3 separate regions of the Mus musculus genome follow, and all the other regions are linked to region 2. Evidence: chromatin contacts called from public HiChIP or PLAC-seq data. All regions are on one chromosome and are shown on one strand. The core of a region is the stretch at or near the end of the contact, and the rest is flanking DNA. Distances in the headings are between cores, read along the strand shown. Region 1 overlaps Btla (B and T lymphocyte associated). Region 2 holds the start of Cd200 (CD200 antigen). Region 3 has its middle 36 kb from the start of Btla.

Region 1 (4,457 bases), core at 384-2,883, 160 kb after region 2:
TTGGGAAGGTTGAGAACAATTGTCCTAAAGGGAAATAAGATCAGAACTCTGAACTTTTCTGTTTATTAATTTTTATGTTTTGTTAGCATGTAGTAATTATACATCGTGTATAGAATACATGTGTACATGTTCACCCTCCAGTGCTCTCTCTTTTCCCCTTCCCAACCCTCCCAAACCCTTCCTCTTCCCAACTACTTCCCTTTCTATTTTCCTGGTTGTTCCCCTGATGGATTTCATTTTCGCTGCTTTCAATAGTGTGGGTGAGGGTTTATTTACTCTGACTACACTGAAAATGACCCTTGATTCCCATGAGTTATTAACTGCCCTGTCAATGTCTCTTTACTCCATAACAAGATATTCATATCTTATACGAGTATTATGCCGGCAATCATGGCCTATATGAAAGTTCGTGTGTGTGTGTGTGTGTGAGTGATGTCATATAAACCTACTGAAAAAGTACATATGGTATAATATAAAAATGTGTTTATTTAGACAGATATTTGAAACCTACCAGGTTAGTGTCCCTTCCTGCCAAGTCAGAAGGCTTCTTTTCTTTCCCTAAAAAATTGGAGAGAGAGAAGAAAAGGTAATCAAAAGGGGTTAAGAAAGCAAGGTGAACTATCTTCCTCCCATGCCCAGCACATTGCTTGTTAGCAGCCACACTCTTAGCTTCACCTTGCTAACTGACTTGGCTAGCATGTTCCATTGGCATCTCAGTATGTGCACATACGCATGCCCACTTCCCCCCCCCCCGCCCACCTTCCTACTTCACATAATAGTCTTCACATCCAAGAGGAAGGAGTAGGACCTAGTAAAACAGTTTCAAATGGTTTGTAGTCATTGCATTTTCCATGCTAAACCAATGCTAAAAGTGCTTCTGTTGGCTTGGTGATGTATGAGACATATATCATACTCCTGTCCCCCAAGGCTCAAGTAATATTGAGGAAAGACTGCAAGAGCCAGAGGTTGGAGAAGACTGGAGGAAAAACTATCTTCTGGGCATGAATACACTGCTGTACCAACTAACTCCTAATACCTGTTATTTCTTACAAGATTAAACCAGCCAATATCCAAGTACATGAGCCCTGTAATCCTTAGCTGATGACAAATGATGGCTGGTAGGGTACATAGAGTCAGTTCTTTTAGTGGTATAATCTTTGGTACTATAAATATAACCTCCCAATAAATCTCCATAACCATATGTATAGAGCAATACAAACTGGAATCAGCAGATTTTAATATATTTTTTAAAAGAATATGCATTTGGGGAGGGGCCATAGGGGATTCAGGAGGGATAAGAGAAAATGAGTGGGGTGAATAATATCAAAATATACTATATGCATATATGAAATTCTCAACCCATAAAAATATAAAAATTTCACATATGCTTCTTCACATATACATGTTCCCAGTTTCCTTTGGATATGAGGTCCAATAAAGATTATCCCAGTTTCTTATTCATCACTCAGAGAGAGGTTCTAGCAGCCCTAGGAAATATGAAGCCACAAAAAGACCGTGGAAAGGGCTTCATGGTTACAGATGCAGAGAGGGATTCCTTACAACTCTAAGACAGCTCCGGGATCCAGAAGCACTTAGTTCAAAATGCCAGAAGCAATTTGGCCCAGACAAAGCTTTTTCTTGTAACAGCCAAATAAAGGGATGCTTTGTCCGGCTCAGTTTCTATAGCTACACTGTGGCTGGTATTGTAGAAAAGGGGAGGGGAAGACATGGAGAAGAGCAGAGAATTAGTGAATATAGATGGACCAGATCAACATGCCTCTCTTGCTGATTTTAACTACTCAGTGGTGACAAAGGAGACATAACTTCAAAGGAAAAAAAAAAAAACCAGCTGTCTTCAGAATATCACATGTCTGACCAGAACTCTTGAATGGGATACTGGGAAGCAACATTTGCAACATAAATAAATAAAATAATTTAAAAATATATCACATCTCTCATTATAGGCAAGTCACATTCTCAAATGCAGTGTTATTGAGTAAAAAACTGACTCAAGCATGTGTTTATAGCAATAGAAACTACATACACATATGAATTCCTTCTGGGACAATGATTCCTTATTTAGATAGGGTGTGTAACACTGGAATTATGTGGTATAGCTGTGGAAAGGGATGAAACCAAACATCTCAAATTAGACATGTTGATTCAAGACATTACTACAACCAGTCCTTTGACTTAGCTAAAGTTTAGGAGAATGCCTTCTTATACACAGTTAAGATTGGTGTATATAGAATGAGAAAGTTCCAGCCTGGAGTATGCTTAGCCACAACCCTTGGCTAGCACTGTGGTGAGGTAAGTATGCTTTATCATGCTTGGTGGGAGCTTAAATCGATCCACTCAGTTTTCTAGTAGAAACTAGTAGTTCCCTGAGAATCTTTATCCAGAAAGAAAACAATAACCAGCTATTGTTATTTCTATTGGCCCTAGAAAAAGAACCCCAAATGTGTGGCACATGGGGCAAAGGGAAATTGCAACCCACCTTGGATCCTTTTCAGAAAGCAGAGCAGGCAGACACAGGCAAGGAGCAGAAGCAATGCCCCCAAAGGAAGCAAGGTGTAAAGCAGCCAAGTCCTGCCTGGCCTCTCTTCCATGGTGGATGGTCCTGAGGCATTGGTGGCATCTGGGATGTCAGATACTGCTGAACACAGTTAAAAAGTCTGAGAAACATTAGAGTTGGCAACACCCCTTGTATTGCTGTGATTCCACAGACGGAATGTGCAGGCTAAGCCCTAATTTCTCCTTTGGTGGTCCCAGGACCCTCAACCTGCTATTTTTAATCTTTTGTCATGGTCTCACATTCTTCTTGGATGAGTCATTTGTAGAAGGATCTCCATAACAGTTCTAACAAACCGATCTGCCAGGCCACTTTGTTTATATATTTATTTCAGTACCTTGGGAAGCCATCTTTTTTTATGCAGCTTTATAACCTGAGAAGAATGTTACTGTTCCAAAAACTGCTCTAAGTCAGATAGTTTGTGGATGGTGGAAGGACCACCAGTCAGGCAGCTTCCTGATGCTGTGCTTTTGCTTCCTCTCATAAGCTATTACCTCCAAACAGCAAATACTTCCATTTCCACCAAGGATGCTTTGCTTGACATCTAGTCAGTGCTCATTTCCGCCTATCAGTGTTAACAGTCACCAGGCCACTGTATGATCAAGGTTGACTGAAACTTAGGAGTTTTTTTTTTTTTTATCTACAACTCAGTGCATCAAAGATAGTGGGGATGTTTGTTTGTTTGTTTGTTTGTTTGTTTTTAAAAGATTTATTTATTATTATACATAAGTACACTGTCGCTGTCTTCAGACACACCAGAAGAGGGCATCAGATCTCATTACAGATGGTTGTGAGTCACCACGTGGTTGCTGGGATTTGAACTCAGGACCTCTGGAAGAGCAGTCAGTGCTCTAAACCACTGAACCATCTCTCCAGCCCAAGATAGTGGTTTTTAAATGATATAACGTAAACTGGAAATTATCTGAATGCATACTGAAGGGGTTCTCAACCATAAAATTTCTCATCCCCTAGAAATGTGGTAGTTTCTGGAGACATTTCTGGTATCACAAGGTGGGAGATGATCTACATCTAGTGAAGAGAGCCCAGGAGCTTGCCAAACTCCTTGAATCACACAGGATACCGCTCCATCACCACAGCACAGCAATCAAGCAACTCAACTATCTATGGATTTTGTGAAACTGCTTTTTATGTGCGAGGATTCTGAGTTAAGGTCCCCATTAACACAGTATCAAAAACAGTTAAGGAAAGTATTGGATTACATTGGATTTTCCCCCTAGATCCATTCTTTGAGGGTAAAAACAATCAGGGAAAAATGGGGAGGATACAATGGGCATATAGTTTAGTGACACAGAATGGTGGCAAATGTACTGCAGCTGCTCTTTAGGTTGGCAAGCAGCCAAAGGCACACACAGTTGTCTTGGGGCAGGCAGTTGGATGGCAGACAATAATATAATAATCTAATACAAACAAACTCATTTAAGAAGACCTTATTCCCATTATTTATCTTACTAATTTTGATTGATTTGATACTTACTTATTAGTGGGTGTTCTGAAGAGTTTTGAGTCCTTTCTGAAATAGAAAACAAGATTAAATATTAAAATGGCTTGAGAAAACACAGAGGTGATTCTCAAAGTTACCTCTAAAGCCAGAGCTAAGTAGAAAGGACTCTAGTATTGGCACATCAATGGAGAATCCAAACATCGAGGCCAAGTTGAGCTTGCATAATTCACAAATCTTCACCTTCATCTGACTTCCTTGGTCCTCTCTTCCTCGTTCTTTAAACATAAAGACAAACAGGCCATGTGTGATCTCTGACACCTACAATATAACATAATATGCAACCAGCAAGTGCTCCAAGAGAGTGTGGATGGCCACAGGGAAAAGATGCCCTGGGTGACATTCCAGGTACAGATTCAGAAACAA
Region 2 (4,533 bases), core at 1,735-4,234:
GATCATATAGAGCTGTGCACCATCATTCGCACTGTAAGACCCCAACAAGAAACTGCAGCCAAAAGGTCTAACAGCGCTGTAGAGTGTATAGGCGTGTACATACATGGCCACTCTGTGTGCAAGACGTTTTAGAGGAATGTTATAGCCAAAGTTGGACCTAAAGTTGGATGCTTCTTCTCTTGCTATGTCTGCTAGTGAACGAGCATCTGCCAGCCATCCTGCAACTGCCATTGCAACATGTCGATCAACATTAAAAAGACGTTTACTGGAGCCTTCTTCATAAAGTTTAGAAAGGACTACTTTTTCTACTCCAAACACAACATCGTCTTTACATCTGATCCCAATAGCTGTACTACTGTTTTCCATAGCCTTCATGGCATATTCAATTTGGAAAACTCTTCCATCAGGAGAGAACATAGAGGCTGACAAGTCATACCCAGTGCCAATGGAGCTCATGGTGCTGACCCGGCAGGCCACGGAACGCTTCCAGGCCTCAAGCGCCGCTCCTACCCATATGCTCATTTTTAATGTCATCTTTAAACATTGTCAAACATACAGCTTAGCATAATTTTCTCTACCTCTCATAATCTTACTTTCTTTTTTCCACAACATTTATTTATTTATTATTAGATATTTTCTTTATTTATATTTCAAATATTATCCCCTTTCCTGCTTTCCCCTTTGAAAACCTCCTATCCCATCCCCACCCCATAATCTTACTTTCTAATCAAGATTCCTTTCCATATAGGTCTGTGTGAATTATTTAATAGTTGATATATGCAAATTTTACACAATAATAGATTTAGTAGTTATTTGTGCTTTCATACATCTTGTAGCCTACATGTGGATTAATTTTTCCATTTATTAGAATATTTATTTTAAAAATTTTTGTTAGTCTGGATATAATACATAACCTAAGGATCCCGTGGTTCCCATGCCATTTTTCATTCTCTTATTGTATAACTCAGCTCTTGAAATCTACTGCTCAAACTTAAGAAGATTTAAGGCAAAACAATGCCTAGTAAAGTGTCATTTACATACCAATAAAATAACAAGAATAGAGAAAGCTTCAAGGAGAAAGATATTCAAAGGTACCCCAATAGAATGACTTGCACACACAAACACACGTCCTCATGCATACTTATGAAATGCCATCTATAAGAAAAGAGTATTGTTGGCACCAACATAAAAAATAACCTCCCATGGTTGCTCACATCTGTATTCCCAGTACTCGAGAGGCTAAGGTAGAGTATGTGTGCTATCTGGGCAGCAGAGAGTACTGAGAAGGAATAGGATGCAGTCAGAGGGAAGGGACTTGAGGAAGACCTTTGGTTTAGACTCTCTCCACATGTCTGTCTGTGGGTCTCTGAACCAGATTTTATCTGTTGCTGCCTCTCTGATGACAGCTGGTCAAGGCCCCAATCTATTAGTATAGCAGAATGTCATTAAGAATCATTCTTTTCTTCCTTCCATTTTTTCTTCTTCTTCTTCTCTCTCCCCCTTTCTCTCTCTCTCTTTCTTTCTTTCTTTCTTTCTTTTTCTTTCTTTCTTTCTCTCTCTCCCTCTTTCTCTCTCTCCCTCTCTCTCTTTCTTTCTTTCTTTCTTTCTCTTTTTCTTTCTGTCTTTCTCTCTCTTTCCTTCTTTCTTTCCCCAGCTGTGTTTGGTTCTACCCTAGGACTCTGGGCTTTCCATTATCTGGTTCTTGACCATCCAGGCAATATAGGTACAAGCTCTCTCTTATAGGGTGGGCCTCAAGTTAAACTAAACATTGGTTGGTCACTCCCTCACATTTTCTACTAAAATCTCATAGGCAGGACATATTGTGGGTAGAGGATTTAGAGGCAGGTTTAGTGTCCAGGTTTGTCTTTTCATGGTCTGTAGAATACCTTCTCACACCAGAGAGACTAGAGTCTAGAGTCCAAACCTCAGCTCTAGCCTCTCTATGTTCAGTGAGCTGAATGAAAGTTGACCTCAGCAATGGGTCCCACTGTCAGGTTTTAGAGGGTGACCTTCAGTTGTAGGTCCCAAGTCTCTCTCTCCTCTCTCTCTCTTTCTCGATCTCTCTCTCTCTCTCTCTCTCTCTCTCTCTCTCTCTCTCTCTCTCTCTCTCTCTCTCTCTCTGCTTTATACTTGTGATTGAAGATGTGATCTCTCTGGCAGCCTGGTACCATGCCTCCTGGTCACTTAGAGACTCTCCTCCTGTAGCTATAAGCCCAACAAATCTTTTTCCACAGGTTTCTACTCTAGTACAGAAACAGAAATGTCACCAATATAGTCAATCGTTTCTGTAAAGCTTTCATCAAGGAAAAACCTCAGTTCCAGGGCTTCCTGTGACTCATTTGATCTGTCCCTTGGTTCTCATCTGTTTTAAGGAATACTGCAGGACAATCTGATTAGCAGAAAGAAAGTGCTTTTGGGTTTTCAGGAAGTGTGTTCACAGGTAACTCTGAGCCCTTAGGACCTCTAAAGCTCTAGATGAGGTACCTGGTAACCACACACACACACACACACACACACACACACACACACACACTCGCACTGGCCTTTAATATAACAAATCGTAAAATAAAGTTTTCCTTTTTTTTTTCCCCCAGGGTGTCTGTATGAAGCTCCTTACCTTCCCCCTACACACACACACACACACACACACACACACACACACACTATTGTTCTGTTCTCCGTGTTTATCTTTTGCTGTACAGAACCACAGGATGCACCAGGTTTCTGACTCAAATTACTGTCCACTCAAGTTAGTTCCCACTCTGATTTTTCTGTATGGACTACGTCACCCTATACTGCCATTTGGCACGGGAGAGAGGCCAGTGATGGGAATGCAGACGAAACATGCATACACATGTAAAATAAGATAAATAAATCTAAAATGAAAAAAATATAGAGTGATTCTTTCACATTTTTGCTATATTACTCTAAAAGGCGAGAACCTGGCGGGGGCGGGGGCAGGGGCTAGGGATGAGGTTGTAGAGGGCGTGGTTGGTTGGTCGTCTCTTCCTCCACACTAGAGGAGCTGTAGAGTCTGCCTGTGCAGTGGAGGGGGCTCTCTCTACGGCGAATAGTAGTGTCCCTGCTCACAGGTGTTGCGGAGATATCCTCCATCGTGGAAGAGCTCAGACCCCGAGAAGCTGGTGTCTAGCTGCGGCCCAGAGCAAGGATGGGCAGTCTGGTGAGTGGAATCTGAGATGCGAAGGAGGGCGGAATGGGCGATCTGGAGCCGCGGCTCTCAGAAGCCAGTGGAGCCTGCGAGAAAAGCAAGGAAGCTGTTCTTTGGAGAAGTGGTATCCGGGGCTCGGAGCTCTGTAAGGAGGCACCGGCCGGAGAAAGCCCGGGGAACGCGTGTATCTAGGGTGGGCGGCTTTGCTCCTTGCTGCGATTCCATTGCGAAAACACGGCCTGAGCTCCATGGCTCCCAGAAGGGGAGGAGTAGCTCTTTGCGTCCCCTATGTTGGTCCTTAACCTGCAGCAGGGGTGTAGCCTAGTAATCTCGCTTGCTCTCTTTCTCACCCCCTCTCTTGCTGCATTTCTGCTCCTTGCCTAGGAAACCATGAAGCATCTAGCAGTACTGCAGCGAGCAAGCCACAGCTTAGTGGTCTTGTTAAATGCCAAGGTATTTAGAGGAGAGGCCGACATTTTGAGTCTTTGGTACTGTTTACAAGGCAGAAAATTTTAAAAGGAAGGGTGGTCATACGCCTTATTCTTTATACACACGGAATTGGTAGAATTGAATGCGAATCTAAACGCAATTAAACCCCAGGTACCACTTTTCATCAGGCTGACAAAGACCGACTTGTGTTACCTTTCTTAACAAAGAGGAATGTGGATCTGTCAGCTAGATGCTCTTAATGTTCAAACAAGGAATTGCTTTCTGTTTTACAAAGAATCGGAGAGAGAGGTTCTTTTTTTTCTCTCCAAGTCTCTGTGGCTGCAATGAAATAAGGTACAAAATCAGACCTAGAAAGAATAGGGGAATGGGGCTATGCACCTAGCAGCTGTGGAGTTGTCAGCTAAGACCCAGGAGCTAATGAACATCCACCTTCTTGATAAGAATTGTAGGAGGATTTTTTTTTTTGAATCTTCATGATTGGACTCTCTAGTTAATTCTTGATTGGTTAATCTTTTAGCATCCGTTAAATTCTGGGCACTGTCTTCAGGGTTTTAACCGTGGAATTGTCACCTCACACCTGTGATATTGCTGCAGCACTGACTTGCTGGGTTTGCAGTAGGCAAGCTCCTAGGATCTTTACCATTCAAAAATGCTATTTAATAAAGATTTTTGTATATTTGCATATGCACAATAAGATCTCTTGGGAGTGGGACTCCAGACTAAACAGGAAATTCATTCATTTTTCATGTAGGTCTCTCTCTCTCTCTCTCTCTCTCTCTCTCTCTCTCTCTCTCTCTCACACACACACACACACACACACACACACACACACACACACACACCCTCAGATAATGCCATGATTATACAGTTCCTCTTGATGACTATAACTATCACATGATGGCAGGTGTGGAATT
Region 3 (4,655 bases), core at 173-2,672, 150 kb after region 2:
CTGCCTCCACTGCCTCCACTGCCTCCACTGCCTCCACTGCCTCCACTGCCTCCACTGCCTCCACTGCCTCCCCTGCCTCCACTGCCTCCACTGCCTCCACTGCCTCCACTGCCTCCACTGCCTCCACTGCCTCCACTGCCTCCCCTACCTCCCCTGCCTCTCCTGCCTCCTGCTTCCTCTGCCTCCTCCTGTCTCTGCTGCCTCTGCCTCCTCTGCCTCTATGCTCTGCCCAGTGCTGGGATTAAAAGCATGCAGCATCATGCCCAGCAAGATTCATTTTGTTCTTTGCTTATTCTACACTGTTTTGTTCCATCAAAAGGTAGCCATTTAAAAATTTTTAATTTTCACTTTTTGAACTAAATTTACATATGTATCCACGAAAATGTCTGTGTCTGTGTATCTATGTGTGAATGTGTATAGACATGTTATATTTTTGATCATATTGTTTGTCAGAGTTTCCAAAGTGCTCAAAAAATTACAGTACAGACTAAGAATACTACAAAACAAAATAAGCAGATTTTGTGGTTGTGTCTGTTTGAAAGTTGCTTGGATTTCCATGGAACCATATGCCACAAGACCAGAACTTTTAGAGTTGTCAGCAAAACAAGGGTAAAGTTAGGCATTCATAAGACATATGGGGTTCATCAAATTGGTTACCCTCTGATTTTCCTGAGACCACAGGAGTTCATTTTTAGCTCATGGGTGATTGGACTTACCCTTAACCATAAGCTTGATTCAGCAGTTCACCATGCCCCAGACTCTCCTTCCTTCTTTGGTATTATTGTTAATCCAGTTTTATTTGTTTTTTGAACATATTCCTGCTCACTGTGGGGAGGAGGAGTGTGGTACAAGCTGTCAGTAATGCCTGTGAACTGTGTTTCACTCAGGACTGTAACTCGAAGAGCCTTCCTTCTCTCATTCCACAATACTCCTCTCCAGAAAAGCCTGGAGTGGCTTCATCTTGAGACTTCAGTCCTCTCTAGTCTGCAGCTAGGTCTAGGTAGGAAGTATGTTAGGGCCCCACACTCACATGTTATTGGCCTAAGCTCTTGGCAAATGTTTTTGTGCCATTTGCTTTGTCTCCAACCACTCTTATTTGGAACACAGATCTCCCATTTAGAGTCTGCCCATTTGTTTCCTCCTAAGCATACCTACCCTAATGGCTATCTTATGATCTGCCCTTTCCTTCCACTAGCAGGCTGTCAATGCCAACGTAGTGCTATTCACTTCTCTTGGCAATGACTCCTTTCATCCTTTGATGCACCCTGCTGATAAGCAACAATTGCAAATATTACTGATCTTACACAGGACTCAGCGAACACTCCTGTCAGCTTCAGCAGACAGCTCTAAGGCACCACATCACTCTAAGCTCTTGTGCAACTACAAAGCCCAGAACAACCAGACTCCTTTGATGCTTCATAGGGTGTGGAGGTTTGAATATGCTTGGTCTATGAGAAGTGGTACTATTGGGAGGTGTGGCCTTGTTGGAATAGGTGTGGCTTTGTTGGAGGAAGTGTATCGGTGAGCTTTGAGGGCTCCTAGAGCCCAGGCCCCACCCATTGATAAAAAAGAGCTTCTTCCTAGCTGCTTGGGGATTCCAGTCTCTCCTGGTTGCTTTCAGATCAACTTTCAGCTCCTTCTCCAGCACCATGTCTGCCTGCATGCTGTCATGCTTCTTGCTATGATGAAATTCTAAACTGTAAGCCAGCCCCAGTTAAATGTTTGCCTTTATAAGAGTTGCCTTGGTCATGGTGTCTCTTCATAGGAGTGGAAACACTACCTAAGACCTGTGGTCTGCAACAAGTCTGCTAGTTTGCAACTAACTCTTTAAACTTATTAATGATAAGAACATGGGGGCTGGTGAGATGGCTCAGTGGGTAAGAGCACCCGACAGCTCTTCCGAAGGTCCGGAGTTCAAATCCCAGCAACTACATGGTGGCTCACAACCATCCATAATGAAATTGACTCCCTCTTCTGGAGTGTCTGAGGACAGCAACAGTGTACTTACATATAATAAATAAATAAATAAAATCTTTAAAAAAAATGGCCATCTTTAACATGTCAGTTTGATTTACAAATATCAAAGTTAACATAGTGTTTAAAAAAAAAATGTGGGCAAGTTATTTGAACAATGTGTGCCTGGGCTCTCTAACCAGTAGAATGAGCATAGAGACTACCTATGTAATATGGTGGCTTTGAGGCTTAAGTTGTATACATAAAGTTCTTAGGACAGTGTTTGATGTGTGGAAAAACAATGGCCAAGTGGTAGCTTGTAGAGAGTAGTGCTCATAAATGCACAATTGTGAACCATAGAAAGCCCTAAATAGCATACATCTAAACTTAATATCCAACTATAGATCAAAATAAATGTATTATATTATTTACATTATTCTTCTTAAGTTTAAAAGAAGTTACACAGAGCTGAAGGGGACTGAAGCCCCATAGAAGGAACATCGATATGAACTAACCAGTAAACTCAGAGCTCCTTGGATACCACCAACCAAGGAAAACACATGGTGGAACTTGTGGCTCTAGCTGTATATGTAGCAGAGGATTGCCTAGTGGGTCATCAATGGGAGAAGAGGCCCTTGGTCCTGTGAAGGCTCTATGCCCCAGTATAGGGGAATGCCAGGACCAGGAATGGGAGTGGGTGGGTTGGGGAGCAAGGGGAAAGAGGAGGGGATAGGGGATTTTCGGAGGGGAAACTAGGAAAGAGGCTAGCATTTGAAATGTAAATAAAGAAAATATCTAATAATAATAAAAAGAAGTGACACTGAGAATTTATAGTTAAAATGAACTTGGAGATCACACTGACCCAAACTCTATATAGAAAATCATCCAAAGAAAATAAAAATTCTCTAGAGTTGTAAAAACAACATAATCTATGATAGGAGCTATTCTTCTAACCATTTTTAGTAGTTGGTGAATAGTAAGAATGTGTGAAGGATTTCTGTTGTTAGTATTTGTGTGGGTTTGAATAAAAAATGGCCCCATAGATCCATAGGTAGTGGCACTATTAGGGTGTGGCCTTGGAGTGGGTGTGACTTTTTTGGAGGAAGTGCACCAGTAGGTGGCAGTCAAGCCCATCTCAGTGGTGCTTAAGGATTCAGATGTAGAACTCCTAACTCCTTCTCCAGCGCCATGTCTGCCTGGACACCACCATGCTTCCTAGCATGCTCATAATGGACTGAACCTCTGAAACTGTAAGCCAGCACCGATTAAATGTTTCTCTTTATAAGTGTTGTCATGGTCATGGTGTCAGTTCATAACAACAAAACACAAACTAAGACATACTTTTGTTTGTTTCTTAGTTTTTGTTTTGTTTTGTTTTGTTTTGTTTTGTTTTGTTTTGTTTTGTTTTGTTTTGTTTTGTTTTGTTTTGTTTTGTTTTAGGAGACAGCAGCTTACTCCATAGCCAGGACCAGCCTCAGAGTTATGATCCTCTTGCTTCTGCCTTCTGAGTACTTGGGTTACAGGCATGCACCATCATTCCAGGCTCTTGAGTCTGTGCTTTTTAATCTCTGTTTGTTTACTATTTTACAGGGCTTGATAGAATTCTAATCATTCCTGCCCAATAAAATTATCAACTACTACATAGTTTCTAAGACTTAGATAAGCTCGTAGCATTGTCGTAAATTAAAATGATAGTTATTGTTATATAGGCATATTAACTATGTAAGTTTGTGTATATGTTCATGAATGTGTACATGCATATGAAGGGCAAAGACCAATATCAGCTGTTTTTCTCATTTACTCCCTTCCTTAATTTTTGAGACGAGGCGTCTCACCAAATCAAGAGTTCAATGATTTGACTAGACTGAATGGCCAGCAAGCTCCCTGGGATCCCCTATTCCTTCCTCCTGAGAGCAGAGAATACGGGTGTGCACCACACTATATCAATGCTGTTTGACATGGGTTCTAGGGATCAAACTCAAATCTTCATGTTTTCACTTCTGACACTACCAATATGTTCCCCACTCACAGGAGTGGCTGCAGGGACTCCTAACTGGTCAAAGTCTTCAGAACATGTGACTGAGTACTCAGCCATGGACAGTTCAGCCATTCTAACTTTTAGGAAATAGAACAGAAGAGAAGAAAAAAAAATCAAGACCTGGAGTAAGTGGTAGGGCATTGTGGAATGCAGATTCCTGGGTGCTATATGACCATTGAAGATTTTTTTTTTGAAAACTTAGATTTTATTCTCTTTATTGAAGGGAGGGGGATATGTGTTCCAGAGCATACATGTGGAGGTCAGAGGGCAAGTTGTGGGAGTCAATTCTTTCTTTCTACTTTATGGGTTCCAGGTATTAATCTCAGGTCATTAAGCCATGTGGCAGGCGGCTCTACCCACCAAAGTATCTTGTGGGCACATATCATTGCACTCTTAAACTCAACAGCAATAGGAGTACCCTCACAGTACTTCCAAAAGATTGGGCTGCCAACATTTCCGCACAGAGTAGAGAGGCGTACATGAATTGCCTGAGGATCTATAAGCAGTTAATGCCTCTGGAAAGGGAGAGATATTTTCTTCAATGATATAGCCACTGGTAAGATGTCTATGCGCCTGTAAACAACCTTCCCACCTATGCTCCTGTAAGTAACACAGTTGAAACTCACTGAGTCACTGAAACAAACAACAAATCCAAAAAGACATG

Evidence for each region. HiChIP or PLAC-seq counts read pairs in DNA pulled down with a chosen protein or histone mark.
Region 1: a contact with region 2 is called in an H3K4me3 HiChIP or PLAC-seq map of forebrain, with 2.7 times the contacts expected there. The contact joins the enhancer-like site here to the promoter of Cd200 in region 2. A contact is called at or near these places in 2 of 39 promoter capture datasets (the C10 cell line and macrophages), 2 of 15 datasets of contacts at CTCF or cohesin (CD8 T cells and the NIH/3T3 cell line), 3 of 484 Hi-C or Micro-C datasets (Th1 cells, Th17 cells and forebrain), 7 of 115 datasets of contacts at active chromatin or transcription factors (CD8 T cells, forebrain, memory CD8 T cells and 3 more) and 3 of 9 other capture datasets (adipose tissue, embryonic stem cells and liver).
Region 3: an H3K27ac HiChIP or PLAC-seq map of regulatory T cells shows a contact between it and region 2, with 4 times the contacts expected there. The contact joins the enhancer-like site here to the promoter of Cd200 in region 2. A contact is called at or near these places in 8 of 39 promoter capture datasets (3T3-L1-derived adipocytes, the C10 cell line, cranial neural crest and 5 more), 1 of 15 datasets of contacts at CTCF or cohesin (CD8 T cells), 9 of 484 Hi-C or Micro-C datasets (B cells, CD4 T cells, CD8 T cells and 5 more), 9 of 115 datasets of contacts at active chromatin or transcription factors (CD8 T cells, bone marrow-derived macrophages, fibro-adipogenic progenitors and 5 more) and 3 of 9 other capture datasets (adipose tissue, liver and pancreatic islet).

What each region holds. Positions count from the first base shown.
Region 1 is chr16:45,242,352-45,246,808 of GRCm38.p6, reverse strand. It overlaps Btla (B and T lymphocyte associated), which reads right to left. Exons shown (of 6, transcript NM_001037719.2): 3 at 4,068-4,103; 4 at 2,498-2,656; 5 at 512-558. Among named protein-coding and RNA genes, the nearest start is that of Btla, 20 kb to the right of the region's middle. Within about 2 kb of position 1,633, at least 32 of the 459 cell types and tissues checked have an H3K27ac peak or open chromatin away from gene starts, as enhancers often do. A contact at or near this core is called in forebrain, where this site is marked.
Region 2 is chr16:45,407,504-45,412,036 of GRCm38.p6, reverse strand. Cd200 (CD200 antigen) reads left to right here and starts at 2,984. Exons shown (of 6, transcript NM_010818.3): 1 at 2,984-3,181. The coding sequence starts at 3,170. It also overlaps the pseudogene Gm5406 and a transcript of Gm609 not described here.
Region 3 is chr16:45,258,283-45,262,937 of GRCm38.p6, reverse strand. No RefSeq gene overlaps it. Among named protein-coding and RNA genes, the nearest start is that of Btla, 36 kb to the right of the region's middle. Within about 2 kb of position 1,422, at least 12 of the 459 cell types and tissues checked have an H3K27ac peak or open chromatin away from gene starts, as enhancers often do. A contact at or near this core is called in Th1 cells, regulatory T cells and regulatory T cell precursor, where this site is marked.